Regions from separate parts of the Triticum aestivum genome. Here region 2 is linked to region 1. The links are chromatin contacts, called in public Hi-C maps. All regions are on one chromosome and are shown on one strand. Each heading gives the region's core, a stretch centred on a gene start, on an enhancer-like site or on the middle of the called end of the contact. The rest is flanking DNA. Distances are from core to core; before and after follow the strand shown. Region 1 holds the start of LOC123134219 (expansin-B7). Region 2 holds the start of LOC123137409.

Region 1 (4,317 bases), core at 864-3,363:
CGTGACTAGCGCTCCCACCGAGGACACCTGGGCTGGCCCATTTGGTCGTCGCTCGTTAGCCTCGTTGTTAAGAAAACAATAGTTGTTGGTCCTGGAAAACAAAACAGATATCTGGTTTTCTGAAGAAAAAACAAGAATTAAAAAATCAATAATATTTTTTTACAGATTTTTAAAAAGTTCAAGTATTTGGAAAAAAATAATGAATTTGAAAAAGGTTCACAGATTTTAAATAAGCTCTGGATTTGAAAAGAGAGTTCAGAAACTTAAAAAAAGAAACCAAAAGAGAAAAAAGAGGAAAAAAATCAAACAAACGAACAGAAAATCGACATAAAAATGGTTGTGCTTCGAAGGCAAGTGAGAATTTTATGGTCGTTGTAAACATTAGTGGTGGCTGTGCTTTTGCGGATAAAATTGCTATTGTCCTTTTTCCGCAAGTTGATTAGGGCCAAGTCTCCCCCCCATCGATCTTCATCGGCAAGCTCGTGGATTCTTCTCCCCTTCGTTAGCTGCTCTGACAACTGGTGGCGGGGAGGGAAATTCTAGTGCCTCGGCTCCGACTATTAGATAGGTTAGGCTTTTTAGTCCATGCAGGGCAGCGCTTAGGTGGATGGCGACGCTTCTTCATATCAGTCTTTCAGGCTTTGATCCTCCTCCAGTTCATCTATCAGGATGAATTAGATGGAACACCGGCGTAGATTTCAGCTAGGCCCTCGGGGTGTCGATGTCAGGGTTTCTCGTCCTGAGTATGTGATTGCGAGATCTGGTATTTGGTTCTTTGGATCGGTTCAAGGGTTCAACGGCGAACATTGCGGCTCCAAGGCACTGGGCTTTAGGAGCACGTGCACTTATTACTTTTCAGTTGTTATCGATAAGGTCAGACCGACTCTAGTACGGGAGCGGCGATAACAGCGGGTGGACGGGTTGTTCTACCGACATCAATGGTCGTTCGGTGGTTCAGGGACCTCGATGTCATTTTTATTATGTTTAGGATGCTTCGTACTTCTAATAAATCTTTGTAACAGATCTGAGTCATTTTTGCAAAAAAAAAAACAATTTACTATGGTTAAAAGAATCGGCCATGGAATCAGAGGGGTTTGTGTCTTGCAGAGTCGATTGTCCGGATCTAGTGTGTCATGTTGCTTCTGTTTGTGGTTTGACTATTTGTTGAAATCTTACCTTGACACTATGGCGAAGATCTTGTGGTTTGACTATTTGCTCTCCCCATCTTCCTCAAATACGTTGGCTTGGCCGCTTATGACTTTTCATCTCTTTGGATGAGTGATTCAAGGGCTTTCGGAAACTTTTATTGCATTTGACCTTCAAGGATTAATACCACAAAGAAGAGGTCTCTAAGAGGTTTCATTATAATTACTAAATGCAAGAGCTACATTGTAGTTTTTTTAATATTGTATCCATATCATTACACTCAAGCCCTAGGCAGGCCGAGCTGCCGCGTGGGGCGTGGCCTAAAATCTCTTTGTTAACTGTAGTAGGTAGGACACTGTTAAATCTTGGTCCTAGTTAAATCTTGGCACCGCCACTATATGCGAGTACAACTAAGTTACATGTATTAAAAGAAATGGTGAACTGACTATGGGTTACATCCAACATTGTATCTTTCGATGTTCTTTTTTTTCTGCTGATATTTGGATGCTTCGTTAGTATGTCACTGGATACTCGTGTTTTCATACCATTTCACCGGTATCTTGTACGTAACCACTATCATATTTTCGTATCATGCCCTGATCCTCTGCCGACGCACACGTAACTTTCAGCTGGGCATTTTCGTAGCACTAGTTTGGTATTTTCGCAGTACAAAATAAAACAAGCTCGTCACTGATTGCAAGACGGATCATGTGGCCGTATATGTACATTGCTACGACTCCGTACAAAACTCCAAGAAAAAGATGCCTCTATGATCTGCAATGGGCATGATGCTATGCTGGCTGCAGGCATAAATACATGGAGGAAGCACCTGTAATGCAGTATGTATGTATGGTTGATGATTTTTAAAAGCAGAGAGAAATGCATCCCGTGATCACGGGTAATGGTGTATAGCAGCCAGTTGGGCGAGTCCCGCCATCCACATGTGAACCGGCCCTGCCATCACGTCTGGCTCCTCCTTTCTCCATCCGCCATCTCCGTTCATTCATTCCTTCGTCCTTTTCCTCCTCTTGATTTGATCTGGTAGAGGAAGAAGAAGCTTAGCACTTGAGTTGCCGGCCTATAAATTCACACGCCCACCAACTGCATCAAGCCATTAACCACCAGAGTACGGCAACGAGTAACCAGCGAAAGCGGGCGATGGCAGCGGCCTCCGCCTACGCCGTTGCGGTCGCCCTCTTCTGCCTCCTCGCCGCCGATGGCTGCTGCGGCTGCTTTTGGTTTCTGCCTGCCATATTCTGCCCTGGACACTCCCCCACGCCTACACCCGCCCCCGCTACCCCCACCCCCAGCCCCGGCACCGGCACCGGCACCAACGTCGACGGCGGCGGCTGGCTCGACGCCAGGGCCACCTGGTACGGCGCTCCCGGAGGCGCCGGGCCTGACGACAATGGTGGCGCGTGCGGGTTCAAGAACGTGAACCTGCCGCCGTTCAACGCCATGACGTCGTGCGGCAACGAGCCGCTCTTCAAGGACGGCAAGGGATGCGGCTCGTGCTACCAGGTCAGCTGCTGTGGCCGACATTGCAGTTACTTGACAGTGACGGTAGAGTGCTTGTCGTTTCGTTTGTTTTTCCAGGCTGATGGATCTTGGATTGTTGCGTTGCGTTGCGTGCAGATAAGGTGCGTGGCTCACGCAGCGTGCTCCGGCGTCCCTGAGACGGTGATCATCACCGACATGAACTACTACCCGGTGGCCCGCTACCACTTCGACCTCAGCGGCACCGCCTTCGGCGCCATGGCCAAGGACGGCCGAAACGACGAGCTCCGCCACGCCGGCATCATCGACATGCAGTTCAAGAGGGTGCCGTGCCAGTACCCGGGGCTGTCGGTGACGTTCCACGTGGAGCAGGGGTCGAACCCGAACTACCTGGCGATCCTGGTGGAGTACGAGAACGGCGACGGCGACGTGGCGCAGGTGGACCTCATGGAGTCGCGGCCGGACAATGGTGAGCCGACTGGGGTCTGGACGCCGATGAGGGAGTCGTGGGGCTCCATCTGGCGGTTGGACACGCACCGCCCGCTGCAGGGGCCCTTTTCGCTGCGGGTCACCAACGAGTCCGGCAGGTCGCTCGTCGCCGGGCAGGTCATCCCGGCCGACTGGCAGCCCGACACTGTGTACAGCTCCCTCGTCCAGTTCGATTGACCCCTTCCACTCATCCGTGGAAGGCATCCATGCACGTCCATGCATGGCTTAATCGTGCCAAGCTAGCTGAGACGTCGCTTGTGACGTCCGGTGTGTGTGGTCTTCGTGTGCTACTACGTGTTCTCTCTCGTAGCGCATACGTTTTTCATGGTATACGTGTCTCGTCCAATACAATAAAGACATTTTAGCTACTAGTACAAGGGCCTGTGCGTCTACATTTTGCTGCATCACTGAGATACACTATCACTCAATTTCATGAAATCATGAACAATTTTTGAAATGATGAACATTTTTTTAAACTTGTGCACATATCTAAAATTGTGAACATTTTTCAAATCCATGAACACAATTACAAAATTTCGAACATTTTCTAAAATCAAGATCATTTTTTGAATTTATGGACCTTTTATACAATTTGCAAACATTTTTTAAATAGTGAATATATTTTTAAACAACTTTCTTGAATCCATGAACAATTCTAGAATCAACGAATATTTTTTTAAAATTGGTGCAACAATTTTTGAAATTATTGAACATTTTTTGATCTAGCAAAAGGGCTCGTGCATTGCAACGAGAGAAAAAAAATTATAATCTTCAATGGACATGACCACATTTTGCTGCATCACCGAGATACACTATCACTCTCATTTTCGTGAAATTGTGAACAATTTTTGAAAATCATGAACATTTTCTAAAACTCGTGAACATATCTGAAATCACGCACATTTTTCAAATTCATAAAACAAATTGTAGATTTTCGAACATTTTCTAAAATCATAGAAATTTTATACTATTTACATTGTTTTAATTGTGAACATATTTTGAAATGTTTTTCTTGAATAGACAAACATTTCTAGAATCGGCGAACATTTTTTTGGAAATTGTTTTGTGGAACAAATTTTGAAATTCACGAACATTTTTTATTTAACGAATATTTCTTGAAATGCATGATAATTTTTTCAAACAACGAACATTCTATGAATCAATAAAGTATTTTGTAAGTCATGA
Region 2 (3,870 bases), core at 142-2,641, 540 kb before region 1:
TGACTGAACTGAAAAGGCACCACGACTGTCTTCACCCCAAGCCCAAAAATCATCTACCCTCTTGGTGCATAGCGGGATCTTCAAAATCACTCCAACGTTTATGGGAATGAACACTGTCTTCACTACATCATCTCGTCGGGACGAGGAGGAGGCATCCATGGCGAGGAAACATGTAAGACATTCGTATGTACACAAAGTAGAAACCGTCCATCAAAGGAAAAGAACAAACGATGGGCCAGCGAAAGAATCCCAACACGCATCGTGCAACGCTCAAGTGTGTGTTTCCTCTTTTTTTTCACGTGTTATGCGCAAAATAGGAGGTGTCCACAAACTTGATGATGTGTAAAATTTCGGGAGCAGCCAAAATAGCACGCATAGACTAGACTCGATACTGTCGCGTGGCTCATCCACCACTGTCTTGTTGCTGAGGTAAACCACTTACAAAAAATGATTTCTCAGTCTCCATAGAGAAATTCGGATACGCGGTATTTTATACATTAAAATGGAAAATATGTTCGTGGATTTAAAAAGATGATCACGAATATTATTTTTATGAACTTAAAGAACTATCCATAAAATTCAAAAATATTCAAAATTTTAAAAGCTCGAATAAATTTAAAAATAATGATGAATTTGAAAAATGTCAACAAGTTTTAAAAATATTCATGTATCAACAAAAGTCTTTATTTAGTTTAAACTAAAAGAAAAGAAAAACACGAAAAAAAAACTTCCAAGGAAACAAGACGAAAACCAACAGAAAAACTTCGTTCCTTAGAAAATCTGGATAATCAAAAACAATCTTAAAAAAAACCTGTTGTGTGATGTGAGAGTTGTAGAAAGCTTAAACGAGCCAAGGATAAAAGCAAACCAAATGTGCGAATTCTTCGGAATGCTTTTTGCTCTTCTCTACAAGCGAAGAATATGAACTCTTTAAATTCCCTGAAAAAGGAGACTAGTGTTGAAGAGCATCTCCAACACCGAGCTCGTGTTCGCGGTTGACCCACACTTAAACGCCCAAGGATCAAAGTAGACTGAAAGTGGGTGGGAGAGTAGAAGAAAGGAGAAGGACTGAATGGACACGTGGTCGCTCGCGTTCACTCCCGATCACGTGAGAGAGAACACTTGATGCAGCTGACGTTTCACGGGATTCACGCATCAAGATTGGTGAGTGCATTAGACGGTACATAGGGCGTTCGGGTTGAGAGTCTAAAAAACTGATGTCGTATATTTATCATTTATCAATTCTGATTTTTGTTTGGACAAATTCGAATTATAACCGTACAAAGCGCGAGTTTTACATCCCTATCCCCAGGGCTCTATCCGTCTCGGGCCGGGCCACAACAAATGAAAACCCTAATAACCGGGCGTGGCCCAATGGCAGTTTCCCGCACCGCCCAGCGAAATCCGACCGTTGCGCTCCTCGCCTTTTCCCCTCTTCCTTCCCACCGCGCCGCTCCCGCAGACCCTACCTAAGTTTTCCCCAATTCATTTGGCTCCAATCCATCCCCGAACAAGGCAAGAACACGGACAAGCCAAGAAGAACAACTCCCCAGCGTCTCCGGCGAGGTACTCCTCCTTCTCCCCCCTCTTCCTCTCGCGTCCTGACCTAGGCTCTAAATCTCTCCTACCTCCCGCGCGTCGCCGTTCGCGTTCTTTCCCCGTCGGGACACCGCGTTCCTGCTGCCTCCGCCTCCGTTCCGCGGCCTTTGGCCATAGGGTTTTGATTGAGGTATGTACGAGGCTGTTCTCATCCAGCGATTACTGAGATCCCACCGACCTTCGCGATTTCCGGGGCGCACCACCATCTAAATCCGCCCTGTCCATCCATCTGGTTCGCGTATTCTTCTTCTTCTTCTTCTCGGGCAGGGTTATGAGCATCGACGCTTATGTCTTCTGATCTGTTTTCTTGGACACGCCAAGCGTGGTCTTTCTGAACACGCGTTGCATATTCCACAGCGGGATTGCTGTTAACCTAAAATATATGTGAGATCTGGGTTTGCCTTTTCGAAACAACGTGGTCTGATGTGTAAGCTGCAATTTCTACACCATACAATAGGATAGGGAAGTCCTTGATTCATATCTGTGAGCGGAATCTTGGTTGCCTTCACAAAACAATGTGGTCCGATGTTAAAAACAAATAAACCATATGCTGATTGCAAGTTTCTTTACAGCACAATAGCGTTGGGAACTCGTTGTGTATTGCTTCTGTCGTCTGATTGATTTCCCTTTGCGCAGCAGCGTTTAATTCCATCCAGGCTTTCGAGGTACAAGAAGAAAGGCTTCTGTTCGGCCATGGCTTTCCCAGCTCCAGCTGCTGTATTCCTTGATGAGAACCTGCCAATCCATAGAGGTGAGCCTTCTTTCGCTCGAAACTAATTCATGGTATGGAAGTTCCCTGTTGTAAGCGTGTTCCTGGTGTGCAGGCAAGAGGACTGATGGGCTGAACGCGAGGCCACTGAAACCATCAGCAAAGCCATCAGCAAGGAAGGCCCTGCGGGATGTGTCCAACACCAGCAAGCCCCAAGCGCCTAGCATTCAAAAAGGCCACCCCTTGAAGGACAGGTCCGTCCTGAAAGACAAGTCTGCTCTTCGCAGCCAAGAAGCCATTAAGAAGAACCCACTGAGCAAGACTACAATCTATGCTGATGAAGCCACCAAAAAATGTCATGAATGGGCCAAGGGTGGGGTGGAGGGCACCCACTTCACTGGGAATGATGCTCAGAGGTTGGACAGTGACAAGATAGACAAACGTGAGAATTTGTGTCTTATAGTTTGCTTCATTTGCCTGTTCGTATGTGGGCGGACCTTTTCAATATGTGCATCTAACTGGTTATATCATGTCTGTGCAGGTGTCAAGAAGAAAGTGGAGAAAATAACGTCAGCATTGCATGACTGGTCAGATGTGATATTTGATCCTCTGCTGTTTCCAGCTAAGGTAAGCCACCCACATGCACTGTGTTTTTAAAACTCCTCCAGGTTATTTTGAATGTCTACATACTTCTGTACGCATTTCGCCAGTTCACACGTAAACATTCTGTTAGTATTGGTCTCTTGGTTCGATAAACTGCTAAATTTACATCCGGATTAACTAATTATGGTAACGTTGGCAAACAGGAATAATGTTTATCTCAGTATGCCTTACTCAGCTTTCTTTCATAACCGAATGCACTATCTACCTACTGAACTTGCTATGCCTTTTACTATGACATAAGCATAGAAACAAAAATTACATGATTACTTGTTCCACTGTTTCTTTTAGCTAATGTTGGTACATAAACCAATGTGTATAAATTCATAAATGTGATCCTTTCATGCCTCTTGCATGGAGGAACTGTATCATGTCCTTTTACCACAAAAGAAATATTTGCCATTATTGATTGCTGCAAGCTTGTTCTTTTTATCTGTAGAAGCAATTAAGAAGTAGTAAAAATGTGGACTAGGCAACAAAGATGTACTCCCTCCATTCCAATGAATGAGGCGCACACATTTCAAAAATCAACCTTGACCAACAAAATGTATGTTATATGTGATAAAAGTTACGCTATAGGATTCATATTCAAAAGAACTTTCAATGGTGTAATTTTTAAGTCACTAAAATATATATTATTGCTGTAATTTATGGTCAAAGTTGGATTTTGAAAAGCATGGGCGCCTTATTCAATGAAATGGAGGGAATAAGTACTTATGGATGTTGCTTCTGAATTCATATAATTCTCTGTTGGATACACCCCTTGCAGCACTTCACAACTAGCTATAGTTAAACTTGTGGATGATACCGCTGATAATTCTCAATCTGGATTTCCCTAAAATATTTGTTTAAGCTCTCAACCGCAGTTTTATCTGTTTTTTCTTTTGGAAAATTTGTTTATG

Evidence for each region. A called contact is a pair of places that touch in the nucleus more often than the background predicts.
Region 2: a contact with region 1 is called in a Hi-C map of leaf, with 7 times the contacts expected there. The contact joins the promoter of LOC123137409 here to the promoter of LOC123134219 in region 1. A contact is called at or near these places in 2 of 5 Hi-C or Micro-C datasets (both in leaf).

What each region holds. Positions count from the first base shown.
Region 1 is chr6B:446,670,090-446,674,406 of IWGSC CS RefSeq v2.1, reverse strand. It overlaps LOC123134219 (expansin-B7), which reads left to right and starts at 2,113. Exons shown (of 2, transcript XM_044553503.1): 1 at 2,113-2,667; 2 at 2,782-3,503. The coding sequence starts at 2,305. The coding sequence ends at 3,309.
Region 2 is chr6B:447,205,280-447,209,149 of IWGSC CS RefSeq v2.1, reverse strand. LOC123137409 reads left to right here and starts at 1,391. Exons shown (of 6, transcript XM_044557160.1): 1 at 1,391-1,566; 2 at 2,239-2,350; 3 at 2,424-2,750; 4 at 2,850-2,935. The coding sequence starts at 2,293.